2 separate regions of the Sus scrofa genome follow, and region 2 is linked to region 1. The links are chromatin contacts, called in public Hi-C maps. All regions are on one chromosome and are shown on one strand. The core of a region is the stretch at or near the end of the contact, and the rest is flanking DNA. Distances in the headings are between cores, read along the strand shown. Region 1 has its middle 28 kb from the start of HLF. Region 2 overlaps HLF (hepatic leukemia factor).

The links. Hi-C and Micro-C count contacts between places; a contact is called where the count stands out from the background.
Region 2: a contact with region 1 is called in a Hi-C map of liver, with 3 times the contacts expected there. The contact joins two enhancer-like sites. A contact is called at or near these places in 2 of 47 Hi-C or Micro-C datasets (liver and skeletal muscle) and 1 of 2 datasets of contacts at active chromatin or transcription factors (skeletal muscle).

The regions. Positions count from the first base shown.
Region 1 is chr12:31,558,598-31,563,226 of Sscrofa11.1, forward strand. No RefSeq gene overlaps it. Among named protein-coding and RNA genes, the nearest start is that of HLF, 28 kb to the right of the region's middle. Within about 2 kb of position 1,889, at least 48 of the 83 cell types and tissues checked have an H3K27ac peak or open chromatin away from gene starts, as enhancers often do. A contact at or near this core is called in liver and skeletal muscle, where this site is marked.
Region 2 is chr12:31,636,836-31,641,464 of Sscrofa11.1, forward strand. HLF (hepatic leukemia factor) reads left to right here. Exons shown (of 4, transcript XM_021067250.1): 4 at 2,446-4,629. The coding sequence ends at 2,661. Among named protein-coding and RNA genes, the nearest start is that of HLF, 50 kb to the left of the region's middle. Within about 2 kb of position 2,481, at least 31 of the 83 cell types and tissues checked have an H3K27ac peak or open chromatin away from gene starts, as enhancers often do. A contact at or near this core is called in liver and skeletal muscle, where this site is marked.

The DNA.
Region 1 (4,629 bases), core at 639-3,138:
GTGTACATTGCAGGAAAAAATGCACTTATACTAGCTGCATAATTTGGGGCAAACCAAAATCTATCACTCAATCCACACCTGGGAAAAAAAAAGACAGTAAAAGCAATAGTAATAATAGAAGCACTGTGAGGGGCATTGTGTTTGCCTCTCCACATCTGTATCCAGTATGTTTGCTTGTTCCCTCTAGCTCCCCTCAAAACACATGGGATTAATCCAAATGAATCAGCATAATTCCATCTCCTGCCATGGTTGTTGGTTCAGATGTGGGCCCTTGCCCCAATTCAGGCCAATAGTACAGGAAAGATGTCTGCTTGCTGACTCTGTGAAAGAAGCATTTTCATTAAGTGAGAACTTCCCAAAACTTTAGATGAAGCTGACCACTTGGAAGGCATGGCAGACAGATGGAAGGAAACCAGGTCCTAGCAATATTGTTTAGCTGTTGAATCAAACCATCCCTGAAGTCCATCCTATCCTGGACTTCAGTTAAATGAGTTTCCTGTTCAAGCCACTTAGAGTTGGATTTTTGTGTTACTGGCAACCAAATATATTATAACTGGTCGACATATAATAACCATAATGACAATAATAGCTGGGTTACAAACTCACAGAGTAATTGGGAGGGTAAAGGTTAATTACAGATCCAAAAGTGCTCTATAGGCTTTATCTTGTAAATGTTTGTGGCTGAGAGGCCCTCCCTCTGTTACGTTGTCTCCCTTAAGATATAAAACTGAGAGAGGATCTTAAATATGTAGAAGCCTTGTTGGATGGGTATCTTGGGAATTACAGTTTTTCTCAAGAGTTTCTCAGAAAGCTTGAAACACTACAATAAAGCTGAGCAGAATAAAGTGTAGCAAATAGGGCACATAACAAACCTTCTAGAAGGAAATGATTTACATGAAACCTGGTGCCCAGCACAGAGTAAGTGCTAAAAAAACTCTTTTAGATTTTATTTTTAAAAATAAATTAATCACACAGGGTACCACATTTAAGTTACCAAAGGGTGTAAGTGTAAAATCAATCTTTCTTCTTCTCCTGACCCCCTCAACCACGTCTTTCTTTGCATTTCTTGTGCCTATTTCCAGAGCTATACATTTATGAATATATATAATATATATGAGTGTGTGTGTGTGTGTATATATATATGACACAAATGTTAACAACTCATCCACAATGTTGTGCCCCATTTTATATTTTTTTTTTAGATCACAGTGTATCTTGGAGGTCTCTCCACATCAGAATCTATAGAGTTCATTACTTTGTAACCAGTGCAGACAATTCCAAACATAGCCCTAAACTAACTTCTGTTTCCATGAATTTGACCAGATTTACTGTTGGACATTTAAGAGCAGTTCCCATCCTCTGCTATGTCAAACAGTGGTGTCATGATTACCCTTCTAGGGAGACTTTTCATAGAAGTGGGACCGCATCTGTAGGATCAATTCTGGGTAGTGGAATTGCTGATTCAAACAAAAGGCTTATGTTCAGTAACTTTGTTTTCATTTTTGAATTCATGAAATGTTAAATTCGATGAATTCGCGAGCAGGCGCCGCAACACCTCTTCAAAGCTGCGGGTTCCATGTTGGGGTGAAGATCGCGGTATCCGCAGAGTAAGCTCTGGGTCTCCCGCCCCCGGGCTCAGCCACGCCCGTCCGCCGACCCTCCATTAGCAGGCGCAGAGCTTGCAGCCCCGGCAGAGGAGCCGCACGTGCGATTCCACGTGAGGCATCCAGCGGCGCGCAGAGGAGATGTGCGCCTGCGCCGGCCTCGGGAAAAGTAGGTCAGACTCCTCCTGTCACGTGACCAGCTCCCCTCAGCTACCCCGGCACCTCCCGCTGGAGCGCAGCCGGCAGGCGCTCCGCAGCCAACGTGACGGCCGGGCGCGGCGGGGCGGGCGGGGTCCGCGGGCTCTCGGCGCCGGAAAGGATTTGCCGGTTCTCCTCCCTCTGGGGCGCTCCGCTCCGAAGTCGGGCGGGCAAATGGAGCGCCGCGCAGTGCCTCTGGGAGCGGGATGGAGATGACCCACACAGGAAAGCGGGCTCACGTTCCTGACATCCGCACGCGGCTTTCTGAAGCAATGCTGCCTGTAAAGAGGAAAGGTCACATTGCGTTGCGGTGTCAACAGAATCCCATCGATTCTTTGCGGTTCCTGTTTGTTATAAAGGAACTCAGCCATACATGGAAACGAACTTTGTCAAAGGAAATAGAAAAGAATGTGAAAGGCTTCTGGACATTTGCAGCAATCTTCTTACGCCCCCCATTTCTCATCTTCTACCCACTGCCCTCCTTGCCACTTCCACCCCTCCCCCACATGTCCCCACAAGGATTTTAAGCACATTTCTCACCTTCCACTAGAGATTTAAGAGGTGATAGTGGTGCTGATGGGCCTGGGGGTGTGAAGGCGGCCCTGAATCAACTGAAGCCTGAGTTTTATGTATTTGGAGTTAATTTTAGGTCTTGCCCCCTCCCTTTCTGCTTTTTAACTTGTTGCACAACGGGCTCTGCCACAGTGGGTTGCAATCCAGTGGAAGAAGAGGAAGCCAAGTCAATGGGCTACGCTGCCGTCGGCTGTAAATCCTTGACAGAGGTGTGCCCAGGTGTTATATAAGCACAGGGAAGGGGCACCCAAGCGCAGGGGTGGGTACCCTCAGTCTGGAAGGCTAAGTGGGAGTTAGCTGGCAGAAAAGTAAGGCAGGGGGGTGGAGAAGTGTTCCAAACAAAGGGAACTACTAATAGTTACATAATATTTCCCTCATGGAGTCCTTTACTATAATTGTCTTAGCCAGCACATGTAGTTGGAATGTATACAGTTTCCATTTATGTTATTCTAAACCAGTCTTTAATGAACATAGTTGTGCACAACGCTTTTACCCCTCCATTTTAAAGTAAATCCTAGGAATAGGATGGCTAGAAAGAAGGCAGAAATATTTTGTAACTTCTTTTTTATTTTTCTTTTTTGGCTACATCATGGGGTGCCCAAATTCCCAGGTCAGGGGTTGAACCTGCAACACAGCAGCAACCCAAGCTACTGCAGTGACAACTGCTGGATCCTTACCCCACTGAACCCCCAGGGAACTCCTGTAACTTCTGATAAAGCACTGTCAAACTATTTTCCAAAAAAAAGTTGTAGTAATTTGTAGCAATGTAGAATTTAAATACTTAGTGTTCAGGCAGTAAATTGCCTGCTACTCATTTCAAATCAATGAAGCTTAATGAAATGAACCCATGATTTACTAGAATGCCATAAATCATAATACATTGCATGTGTAGTTTTTGTGACCCATGATACAATTCTAATTGAATTCAAGTTTGAAAAATGGAAAAAAAATTGGCAGATCAGTGCATTTCCGCCTTATGGGGAACTGGGTAGCAACGTACGAGGGAAGGGAAGGATAAGAGTGATACCTACTAAAGAAGCACTAATGCTCTCTCTGATTGCTCCTTTCTTGTGAATCAAGAGAACAGAGAAAGTAGCTTCACACAAGCCAGAACAAGATTAGAAGTTTCCACACCTCTCTGAAAATGTCAGAAAAGCAGCAGAATCAAAGAAGCCCTGAGACTGACCTGAAAGGCCACTATAACTTATAGGAAGAAGGTCATGAGTCTGGGTACTAAGTTCCAGAAACCTGCATGCTTCCCAGCTTGCTCTCTGTTGGCATCTGTACCTGCAAGGAAAAAACAAAGCTGTGACACTCAAAAGGACATTTAGGGGAAAGTAATTTAGGTAATGTGGACAATGAAAGCAGGACATATCTTACTTTTTTGCCTGTATTGAGCTAGATGGTTAAGGTAACCAGAAGCCTGGTGCAGTTACGATTTTGCAGACATGATTATAGTTCATATTGTGGTTGCTTCCCTAATATCCATTCTGCGTGTTATACTTTGAGGGGCAGGACTTACCTCCCCTCAGCCCTCAGACCTTGATTGAATTAACAAATCATTGTAGTCCCATTGCTCTTCTTATGGGGATTAAAAGAGTTAATTCAGCAAAAGCACTTAGAAGGCTGGCTGGCACATGTTAAGAGCTGGAGAACATTTGTTGTTGATACTGCTGTTGTTATTATTAGTGTAACAATGACTGTTCAATCAGAAGAAGCCTGAACTTGTTTTTAGTGGTTACAGGATGACATTCTTTATCCTTGGATGGGGATAAAGAAACATATGTAACTACTGATGCTGTCTTTCTACCTTAAGGGAAGCCAACCCAACCATACACCTGATAAATAAGGAGGGGCAGAGGAGGCCTCACCCTGATCAAACTTCCCTTGCAGCCTGCACTACCTCTATTTCATTTGTTTGAGTCAAACACATCCCATTTGTTACTTCAGTCATTAGAGTTAGATTACCTGTTATTTGCCAGCAGAACCTCCTAAAGTGATACCATGCCTAAGTGATACCAGGCCAAAGTCCTTATTCTAACTAAAGGGTCAAAATGATGACAGGGGCATTCCCTTCTGAGCATGAACTTGTTAAAGAATAGGATTAAATCTTACCTCCATGGCAGATGAATACATTGATCCAATGCATTCATTTTATAGGGGAACCCCAATAAAAAAAAACCACTGAGTGGTAAGGCTGGTGGCTCCAAGAGCAGATATTCATTTTCTCACAGTTCTGGAGGCTAGAAGTCTG
Region 2 (4,629 bases), core at 1,231-3,730, 79 kb after region 1:
AAACTCAGTGAAATGGCCCTCCCTTCTGCTGCCTTAACTTCCTCTTGGGAGCCATTCCTTTGGGCTAGCAGGCGCCTCCTGGGAGGCTGAAGGTGGAGCATACTGATTCCTGGCTGATTATCCCTTTAATCACCGTGGTGTCTTTCAAACGCCCATCCATTCACTTAACAAATATGTTTCAATTGCGGGTGTCTGGCCAGTCCTTTGTCAGGGCCTGGGGATTCTAAGGTGAGCCGCTACTGACAGTGTTCCTACCCTCAGTGCTAACATGCCAGGAGGGACCTGCTGGGAGGAGGTGGCATCAAACACAAGACTCTCAAGAAGAGGATGGGACTGGCCTGAGAGGGTCTTTGCCAGGTGGGGGTACTGCAGGAGCCAGGTGGCATCTGTGCCTGGAAGACAGAGAAGGGTACAGGTGCTATATGAGCCCCAGTCAATATACTGTCCCCCGCCCCCGCCCCAATCTGCTAACAAAGCAGGGGAAGCTGGTTTTTCTAGTCCGGGACAGTGCCTCTCTCAACATTCCTACCTTCTGCTCTTCTGCCCCACTCCTTTTCCCAACTCCCTTCTCACCTGAGGTGGTCCCCTTTTCACACCTTTCCTAACTCACTTGCACAGGTAGACAGCTGAGGCTAGGAATTGAAGGCACCCTAGAATTCCAGTGAGAAGAGCTCGTAAATTGGCTGTTAGGCTGATTCCCCAAGACTCCTCTGTCCCTTAAAAGCTGGTCACAAACCACCAGATCCATGGCCTGTGGTGGTACCCCTTCCTCATCCCCTCCCGAACACACAGCTTCTCCAATTTCCCAGGGTCTTGTTCTCAGGCCACCTCCTCACTCCCTGGCCCCTCTGTGCAGGTTCTGATACATCCTAAGTCAGCCCCTCTTCCAAATCAAGTTAGAAACCACACTCCTGGGAACACTGTTGAGTATGGTGGGTTTACTGACTAAGGGGATGGAATTGGGGCTTAGTAACATAATTTCCATCACAACAGGAGGTCTCACTGTTGTTAATGAGCCTGTGGAGTCTTGCACTCTCTTAGCCCCTCCCAGCTTCTCTCTAGCCAACTGGCCTAGCCTCTCTCTCCCCTTCCTCCAGCTTCCCAGCTTCCTTTCTGAAGGACAATCAACAAATCTTGCCCCAAGCTTACTTATCCAGGTATTTTCCAAAGGACAGCCTCCTCTCTATGGAGAATTCTGGTACCAGCTATTATGATCATGCTTTTCACTTTGTTATGTATTATTATGATATGTATAGCAAGCTGGGAGTGCTTTATAAATAAGGGAACAGTACCAGCTTGTGAAGGGCAGGCAGAAGGTGCCTGAACATGCTTTCTATCTCACACTTCCTGTCTTTTTGCTGGGCAAATGTTGGAGGGTAATAGGCAGGGATAGGGCAGATCACTGACCTTGGACCTTGCTCTCTCTGGGCCTTGGCCCCAACCCATGTGACCTCCTCCAGTGCCAAATGCCCCTTGGAACCCTGGGGGAGGGTAAGAACTGGTCGCAGTCATTCACCCTTATTCTGGGTGTCACATTACTGCAGGTATTAGCTTTGCTAGGATTCAGGAATTTATTGCTGCAAGTTACTGAAAGAAGCTTGCAAAACTCATCAGGTGGTACCATGAAAGGAAGGCTTACATACCTTAGTACTCCTACGAAGGTTTTCCCTTTGTGGCAGGGGGAGCAGCCATGGGGGGCAAGGAGGGATTGCTTTCACATTGACCACAATTAAACAGCACTCAGGCTAAGAAGGCCTAGAGAACAGTTAAACAGGAAATTTGCATACCTGCAAATCACCTACTGCTTCCCGCACATAGTGGCACATCCCGAGCATCTTTCCAGTTCAGCCGGATGGTTATTTTTAACAGTTCTCTGTGTCTACCATGATGTAGTTATTAAAGTTCCTACCGATAAATAGGAGTTTTTCTCCATTTTGTTCTACTACAAACAACGCTGCATAAAACTTTTGTGCGCGTGGGAGTGAGCAGGTGATGAAGACTGGAATAGGATGAGAGCCTAGAGATGGCGCGGCATTTAAATCGCTGATCTTGCCCAGTGGCCTTCCAACAATAATGGATCCACTTAGAGCAGGAAGCATGTGTGGCCACGTGCGTGGGGAAGAAAAGGGTTCCAAACAGTTTCAGCAAAGAGAGAGAAGGCATCAGCCTCATCCAGGGAGCATGGGGCTGAGGTGGGGGAGTGCCCCCGCCAGTTACCCCGGGTTTTGCCAGGGCCTCGGGGAGGGGGCGCGATCTGCGGACGGAACCCCCTGGGCTCCGGGCGCAACCCCTGGGCTCCGGGCGCAACCCCTGGGCTCCGGGCGCAACCCCTGGGCTCCGGGCGCAACCCCTGGGCTCCGGGCGGGGCCGGCGCGGGGCGAGGCCCGGGGCGGGGCCGGCGCGCGGCCGAGGTCTAACCGCGGTCTGTCGGTCCGCCCCGAGCAGGACGACAAGTACTGGGCGCGCCGCCGGAAGAACAACATGGCGGCCAAGCGCTCGCGCGACGCGCGGCGCCTCAAGGAGAACCAGATCGCCATCCGCGCGTCCTTCCTGGAGAAGGAGAACTCGGCGCTGCGCCAGGAGGTGGCCGACCTGCGCAAAGAGTTGGGCAAGTGCAAGAACATCCTGGCCAAGTACGAGGCCCGGCACGGGCCCCTGTAGGCGGGCGTCCGCGGCCCCGGACAGTGGCTGCCTGGCTGATAGCACCGCACCCGACCGACCTTCCTGACATCAGCACTTTACCAGACGCATCAACACAACGGACTCACATTTTGGTGTGTGTATGTGTGTGTGAGTATGTGCTTGTGCTCATGTGTGGTCAATGGTGTGTGTGAGTATGTGCTTGTGCTCGTGTGTATGTGTGTGCGTGTGTGTGTTTGTGTGTGTGCGTTCCTTTGCACTTGCCATTTTGATAGCCCTCATGGTCTTTTAGTTCCTAAAATGAAAGGTGCCATGTTTTTACTGGACTGCAGAGACCTCTCAAGGGTTTCCTGCCCCCTCCTCTTCCTCCACTCCTGCCCTTTCAGCGTGGCTTCATGTTGGCTCTTACCTGTTTTCCAGGACCCTCTGCTTGGGTCCACTAAGAAGGGCCCTGGTGAAATAGTATATGTCGGTTTTCAAGACCACAGGCTCTTGTTTCTGTTTAACCTGTAAGTTACCCAGCTAATAAGGTGCACAGAATAACTTAGCACTACACTGCAGCTCTCTTCAGTTTTAAGTTGCTTTCCTCATATTTTCCGTTTTGGTGATAATCGTCTTCAAATTTAAAGTGCTGTTTAGATTTATTAGATCCCATATTTACTTACTGCTATCTACTAAGTTTCCTTTGAACTCTACCAACCCCAGCAAGTAAGAGTACTATTATAGAACACAGAGTGTGTTTTTGCACTGTTTCTACCTAAAGCAATAATCCTATTGTACGCTAGAGCATGCTGCCTGAGTATTACTAGTGGACGTAGGATATTTTCCCTACCTAAGAATTTCACTGTCTTTTAAAAAACAAAAATTACAGTAATGCATTTGAGCATGCCCAGAACATCCCCAGGACAGGGAAGCAGAGGGAAATGCCAGGTCTAAGAACGAGGGGTTAACTTAGCAGTATACAGCCCAAAAATGCATCTTGGAACAGCTTTGATATTGATGTGTTTGCTTTGTTTTCTCCCCTGTCCCAGACTCCCAACCCCCAATTTTCTAGTTAACTTTTTTCCACATCCCTCTTGATATTCAATACAATTCAATTACTTAAGATTCAGTTTTCCCCATTTTTTGTAATATATATATTTTTGTGAATTATACCTGGTTGCTTAAAAAAAAATCAGTTAAGTTAATAAGTTGATGTTTTGTAAAACCCTTTTTCCTAGTGGTGTCATTTTTGAATGCTTCATAAATTAATTATTCTGGAGCTTATGTTTCTTCTCTGTTTGCTTTTGAACGTATGTGCTCTTATAAAGTGGACTTCTGAAAAATGAATGTAAAAGACACTGGTGTGTACCTCAGAAGGGGATGGTGTGTCACAAACTGTGGTTAATCCAATCAATTTAAATGTTTACTGTAGACCAAAAGGAGAGATTATTAAATGTCTAATGTTTATACAGAGTAATTATAGGAAGTTCTTTTTGTACAGTATTTTTCAGATATAAATACTGACAATGTATTTTGGAAGACATATATTATATATAGCAAAGAGAAAAGGAAAACTATTCCATGTTTTAAAATTATATAGCAAAGATATATATTCATCAACGTTGTACAGAGAAGAAGTGCTTGGGGGTTTTTGAAGTCTTTAATATTTTAAGCCTATCACCAACACATCAGCATGTTTTCCGCTTTCAATTAAATTTTTATGACAGTATCGAAGCTTGCTGTGACGAATTCTGCTCTAAAATATATAAGGGGCTTTCTTATTTCTTATTAGGTCTCAGAAAGAAGTCAGTTAACGTAACCCAAAAGCACAAAATGGATGTTAGTCAAATATTTATTGGATGATGCAGTGTTTTTTAGGAAAAGCATCTGCCACAAAAATGTTCACTTCAAAATTGTGAGTTCCTGGAATGGAATATCACTGTAAGCATCCCAAACAATTCTGTTCTCCTCTGTGGGCACGTGCATCTTACACAGCATAAGGTTAAT